Regions from separate parts of the Ovis aries genome. Here region 1 is linked to region 2. The links are chromatin contacts, called in public Hi-C maps. All regions are on one chromosome and are shown on one strand. The core of a region is the stretch at or near the end of the contact, and the rest is flanking DNA. Distances in the headings are between cores, read along the strand shown.

Region 1 (3,442 bases), core at 796-3,295, 120 kb after region 2:
TATGCTAAATGGCCTTCAGGTCACAGCTAAATGGCTCTGCTGATATGAATGAGCTCATTCATATTCCTGGGAATTGGCTAGCCACTGCTGACCTATGATGGTCTTAGGACAACTTGGCTCTGTTCCACAGGTATATTCGATGGCAGAGGGTAGGGCTGGATGAATGGAAATGAGCCTCTGCTTATGTCACGTCTTCTGACAACTCATTAGCCAAAGCAAATCACATGGTTAAGCCCAACATGCAAAGTACGAAGGCATAAGGTGAAGATTCAGGAAGTAGTGAAGAATTGTGGCCATTTCTTGCCATCTACTATGGCCTCTATAAACCATAAGCTATGCAAATAAATGTAAGGTAATATTACTATCCAAACACAATTTAATCAGTGTGTGCTTGTTGAATTGATTTATATGGCCATTGGCCTGTCTCAGACCTGATTACTTCCACAAGTTTTTCCAATTGCCTCATAGTTTTCGTAGCTAGAATAAAACTCCATTTAAAAACTATCTGTAAATTTTTCTTGGACAGCTGAAGCTCTCTGCTTTCTCTCTGTCTGATATTACAGTGCGGGTATGTGTATGTGTGGGGGTGGTGGGTGTTAGTGGTGATTTTCTGTTTCCATTTAGCTTAAGTCATCAGCGATAACTTTAACTTGGCAGTTTCATCAGGGCTGTTTCTAAATGTGCTGACATTTCAATTAAATGTCAGTGGCATCATTCTGTTTACCAGCTGGAAAGATTTGTAATGGGGACTATGGGTAGTGCCAGAGACTAGAGATTTCCATTTGGTGAAATGCCAGCCAATGTCTTTGCCTCTGCTCTACCCTGAGGGTCCTCTCCACATGTGCTTGACAGACTGATTGCTCCTTCAATATGTCCCTGGTGCTCTGGGTCAGGAATTTCAAACTATTCCCCAAATCCTAATGGGAGTGCTTTAGGGGCTTGGTTATTTATTATTTTTTGTTAGAACCTGGAATAAGACTTTTCTGCCCTCCCAGTTTAATTAAGGAATAGCCCAAGTTTGCAGGGCAGGCAATTAAAATTTATTCTCTACAACTACATATATATATGTAGTTGTAGAGAATAAATAAATAAATACACACACACACACACACACACACACACAAGGCTTTTCATTGGGAGCTGCAGAAGAAACTAGTTACTCCAATCCTGGATTATGGATCTAGATTGTCTGGATTCGAAACCCAGCTCTGGCCATTCCCCAGCTATGTGATCTTGGGCCACTTAACCAAGTGTTAACCAAATGTCTGGGTCTCTATTTCCTCCCCTGGGAATGATAATATAATCTGTTAAGGGTTCCGAGGCTTAAATGAGTTAAAATACTTGAAGTACTCAGAGCTGTGCTGAAGTATTAGTTGTTATGCATTATTAATACAACTCGAATAAAATACAGATATAAATCAGATACTGAAGTTGATATAAAAATGCAACTGTCATCCATGGTTCCTGATTTAATCTTATTTGTTAATCAAAACAGTCTCAGTGTTGTCACTGATTGACTTCGAAAAAAAGTATTATTAATTATAAATTATAAAGTAAACACATACGTTCCAGATGTGATTTCATTTGGGGGAAAAAAAATCCTCTGCTGCTTAGAAATTTTGAAATCCCTGTTCTTCTCCATCTCACATGATTCTGAGTTAGAGGCTTGAAAAGCAAATCAGGTGAGTAAGCTCCCAGCCTCCGTGGCCTTGGAGGACAGACCCCAGGTCAGTGCTGAAGTGTAACAGTCCAGGGCTGAAGTCATTCCGCCAAGGCTTCCACTAGCACACCGGGCTGAACTAAACAATTTGTAAGAACATTCGGGGACAATAATCTTCTATGGAAATACACAGTAGTAATTGCCTTGTGCACTGACCAGGGTCTGGAAATTGTCCTCTAAATGGTTGCTAAGGCATGAGAAGCCCCGAAGGTATGTGCAGCTATTAACATCGTTGCTAAGCCCAGTTTTAATATTCTGGTTCAGCAGAACCCACATATACAGCAGGACTCCAGGGGGAGCCATGGCGGGTTCCTGCCTCCCCAAGCCTGCCACCTTGTGGAAAAACTGCTACATAACAACTTGATTCCTCAGGTTAAGGCCGAACCTGGTGGGTGGGTGGGCAAATCCAAGCGGTAGTGGTTGGCCCCCTTTTCTGCCTGGCTGCCATGTGGAAGCTGCCCTAACTCTCGCTGTGCTTGGAGAAAGCCCTGAACAATGGAACAGCAGGGAGACACACTCCAGGGAATGCTAATAGCTACCCGTTTTGCTCAAGGCAGCTCCTCAGTAGATGGAATCCCCCCCCCATTTAACAGATGGGCACCCGGAAGTCTCAGTGACCCAGCAGGGCCTTGAACTAATGGTTTCTGACTCTAAGCCCATTGTGCTTTTTTATTCTCCCAGCTACCCTGAGGGACCGCTTCAAGGAGAAGCTGGCAAGTACTGGAAACTTGAACTTAAAAATGAATGCAAAGCTTGATTAGCTCACATTTTCACTGCTTTTGTTGTTATTATTATCCTGGGGTCCATTTCAGCCATTTCTGGTTTTGCTCAATGCTGTATATGCCCACGACACCTCAGGGAGATAGACTCTCTCCTCTTTCAGTTGTGCCCTTTGCGGGAAGCCGCATACTCCCCTGTCACGGGCTCTTATTTGCCTTTCAGTGGCTTTATATTAATCTACAGAGTAGAAATACTTTATTCTTAACATTTCTGTTATGATGACCATGTATGTTGTTTTTACTTTTTACTGTAATGTATATTGCTGTAATAAGCATCTTTGTGTTTAATGCCAAAACACCTTTGTCAGTATACAGGTATGCAATTTGTGTGTGCGCGTATATGTATATATTCACTGTGGCAAGAAAAAACAGCTCAATTCTGAGAGTAGAGAAGGAATGCAAGCACTGAACTTGCTCAGACACCTCCTTTGACTGAGTGGAGATGAGGGATGGTGCACAGAAGGTTGGTACCAAACTGGGTCAGTGGGGCTTGGATGGCAAATGAAGGCATTGTTACTTTTTATGGGAGAAGGGGTGACACGTGCAAGCTGAGTGGGGATGGGACTGTACATCTGAGGTCAGAGGGTGGAACTGAATGGAGCACAAAAACAAAGGGTCAGGCCCTTACTGCTGGAGTTCTGACAACTCTCTGGGTCTCCGTGTCCTTGTCCAAGAAATGATTGGAAAGGTTAAGGTACAGAGGAAGAGTCCCAGTCTCAGAGCCAGGTAGACCTGGATAGAAATGCTAGCTCAGCTCCTTACCCATCTGTAAAATGGGGAGAATTTTATATATCCATACAATTATGGTGGAGAGAACACAGACCAGTGGTTGCATAAACCTGGATAAGTAGTAACTCTTTCATCCTGTCAGTTTTATGGACTGGAGGTTGCCTAAGCTGTTTTCTAGGTCAGATGTGCCTTGGTTCTATTATGTGATGAGAAA
Region 2 (3,330 bases), core at 109-2,608:
TTATCTGTATTGCTCCCTGCATGCCTCATCTGTCCTCCCCCTGTCTGTCTGAATCATCCTCCCCCCACCGCCCCAGCTCTCCATCTCCATCTGCTTGTCATTCCTCCTCCCCACATTTTTCTCTTTCCTCTGCACTTATGATTTGGAAGGCAGCAGAGAGGCAGAAGCCTTATTCTGCCTCTGGGCAGGGTGGGCAGACACGTGGGCTTCAGAAGTTGTGAAACATTGTCCGGAAATTCACCCGCTTAGGGCTACAGGCAGCCGTGACCATTTCTGGCCACTCCCTATAATGTCTGACGAGGCTGGCGGCGGCAGCTTCGTCGTTCTCTCTTTCTCTCTCGGTGGTGAACCTGGGACTTAGTGGTGATCTTCTCTGGCCTAGGGCTTCCCTGCTGGCTCAGACAGCAAAGCATCTGCCTGCAGTGCGCGATACCCGGGTTCGATCCCTGGGTCAGGAAGATCCCCTGGAGAAGGAAATGGCAACAAACTCTGGTACTCTTGCCTGGAAAATTCCATGGATAGAGGAGCCTGGTGGACTACAGTCGTGGGGTCTCAAAGAGTCGGATACGACTGAGCGACTTGACTTTCTTTCTTTATCTGGCCTGTGCTCCTCCAGCTGATCCAACAGATTTGTGAGCAACTCGCTCCCTGTGCTAAACTCCTTCGTAAGATAGCTTGAGCAGCTCCTGTTTAACTTGCCTGATGCTGCCTGCTGCGCTCTCTGCTCCTCCCTTCCCCCTAACCTTTACTTCCATTCCACAGTCTCTCCCCTTTCCCTGTTCCGAGCCCCACCTCCTAATGGGCTATTATATGAAACTTCAGGCTTTAAATGTTTACACTGGATAAGTTATAGTATCTCCATTCTTAATTTAAAACACAAGTGAATTGAATGTGAGGTTCATGTTCTTGAGATTGGAAAACCCATCACTGGGCTGAGTTGGTTATCATCTAAGGCCCTTGTGGACTCTGTCCCGGGGGTCAGGGCCCTGATGGGGCACAGGGGTTAGGGAGGGGAGGCGCATACACGCGCTGTGCTGTTCCAGGGCAGTCCTGCCTCTGCCTGGAGGTGGTGAGGAGCAATTGCTCAAAGGAAACTGTTTCTGTTCTAGGGAGAAGCAAGACTGATGTCCTCCCTGATCAGTGGGCTTGCATGTGGAACTGTTCTCTGGGGCTAGGCTTCCCTGGGGTGTGTGTGTCTCTGTGTGTGTCTGTGTGTGTGTGTCTGTGTGTCTGTGCACATGCACTTTCAGATATCCGCCCTCACTAGGGTCACCCCTGGCTCTGGGGAAGCAAGACGGTTCTTCCTGCTCCTCCACTGAGGGCTCCCTAGGCCAAGCTGGGTTTTAGTCCAGCTGTTTGGTTCAGCAAAGTGTGCAGGCATGTTGGACTTTCTACCTGAAAGTACAGGTAGGTGAAGGTCATCTCTGAGTCCTGCCAAAATAGCTCATTCATTTTTTTCTGAACTTTCTCCTTTTATTTTGAAACAGTCTGTCTTGATTGGTCAGGACTCATTGTTTTGCACAACAGCCTAGGATGTGGGTCTTCAGGCATTAGCTCTGTCTACCTCTGAAGCCCACGCTGCTAACCATGGCCATCTGTCCTGGTTAGCCGAGCACAGGGCAAGGACGCACAATGATGTGGCCCAGGCTATGCTGTGTGTCTCACCTGCTGTGCTACTGAAATGACTGCAAACCCTTAGCAGCAGCCCCTGTGAGAGGCAGTTAGCTGGCTGTGTGTTTGTTCCTTGACCAGGACATCTGCCTCCAAATGCTAACCTAGTTCCTGAGCGTGGGTATTTGCATGATGGCATACCCTTGCCCATGCCACCTACATTTTGATTGTTTCTTCTCAGAAAAGTCACACTTTGGAAGGTTCCTGCCCTCCTATTCTTGACACACACATTTTCAAGTGTTCCCTCACTGGACAGATGCATCCAGGAATGAGTTCTCAAATGCCAGTTCTCCCGAGTGAGGTCTGGCCTGGTCACTCTGGAATCTCTTCTGCACTCTACTGGGCCGTGATCTTTTGGAACTGTCTGATGATGTTACAGAATGGGAGGGAAGGAGGTGCTTGCCTTGCTGGTTGGATTTCCCCTTACCCAAAGGCATTTTTCATCCAGAACTAAGATCTTACTTGTCATGAAGTTGAAGACCTTTATGGGAACCATGTTTTATTTTGCCATCTGGCTGTGAAACAGTCAGGATTCAGATATCGGAGAGTATGATTAATTCTGCAAACACCCAGTGAACCACTCCCATGTCACGCACAGCATCCTGTGGGTGGACAGACTGAGAAATGACTAGTTGGTGGGAGAGGACCGAGATGTGGCTTTTCCCCTGCTTTCCCACAAAGGAACATCTTCTGCTTCTTTCTCCTGGGATTCCAGGTTGGTGTCCCGAAATATTCAGATAACCTGTTTTATGACCTTGGGCAAACCAGAGCTTGACCCAGCTGAGGACCCGGCCCAGGCTCCTCGAAGGCAGCTTTGACTACGTCCAGGCAGGGCAGGCTTTGATGTATATCACCCATGGGGGCAACACAGCTCAGTGGAACAAGAGCCAGATTCTCGAGTGATCACTGAGAACTCATCCTAGGGAAAGATACAGACACTCAAACACAGAAGGCCCAGGGTGGGTAAAGAAGCTTTTCCTCTCTCTGAGTGACTGCAGAGCCCCAGGGTGGGTAAAGAAGCTTTTCCTCTCTCCGAGTGACTGCAGAGGCAGGCCCCCTCCCCACAGATGCTACTCTCAGGTCACCAGGCAACACAGTGTGCCACGCGCTAGCGAGGCTGGCCGAGCTCCATCACACCCGCGGCTCCAGCGGACGGCAGTGACTCTACTTCATTCTTCAAAATCCTCCAGATGCACCCTACCCACCCTACTCTGCCCTGTCTGAGTGCAAACCACTGTCCTTTTAGCTCCAGAGTACCTGCAGCAGAGGGGAGGGAAAGCTGGGGAGCAGATGTTCCTATGACTCCATGGACAGGACCGAAGGGCTGAGAACAGGGACTCTGTCCTCTGTCCAGAGGACTCCCCGGGAAGAGTGGCTTTCCTCAAGGGCTTATCTTCTGGATTCAAGTGATGTTCCTGCATGGACATTTTTTCCTACAACTCTAACAACCTACTTTCCTGTCCACGTGGTAAAGAAACAGTCTCAACTCTGCTCTCCATCTCCCTCCTCTTCTCTTGAGTCTTAAACTCTGTTTCTCAGATTATTTGCTAGTTCTCTTATTTACTTTCATTAAAGTCCAGCCCAAGATACATTTTAAAATTCAAGACATTAATACAAAGCATGAAGAAAGAACAGCAGTCCCCTGCCCCACTCCTATAT

The links. Hi-C and Micro-C count contacts between places; a contact is called where the count stands out from the background.
Region 1: a Hi-C map of liver shows a contact between it and region 2, with 3 times the contacts expected there. The contact joins two enhancer-like sites. A contact is called at or near these places in 10 of 16 Hi-C or Micro-C datasets (blood, hypothalamus, liver and 4 more).

The regions. Positions count from the first base shown.
Region 1 is chr3:37,674,131-37,677,572 of ARS-UI_Ramb_v3.0, forward strand. No RefSeq gene overlaps it. Among named protein-coding and RNA genes, the nearest start is that of CAPN13, 32 kb to the left of the region's middle. Within about 2 kb of position 2,046, at least 2 of the 54 cell types and tissues checked have an H3K27ac peak or open chromatin away from gene starts, as enhancers often do. A contact at or near this core is called in liver, where this site is marked.
Region 2 is chr3:37,554,328-37,557,657 of ARS-UI_Ramb_v3.0, forward strand. All of the region lies in intron 22 of CAPN13 (calpain 13), which reads right to left. Among named protein-coding and RNA genes, the nearest start is that of CAPN13, 88 kb to the right of the region's middle. Within about 2 kb of position 1,359, at least 1 of the 54 cell types and tissues checked has an H3K27ac peak or open chromatin away from gene starts, as enhancers often do. A contact at or near this core is called in liver, where this site is marked.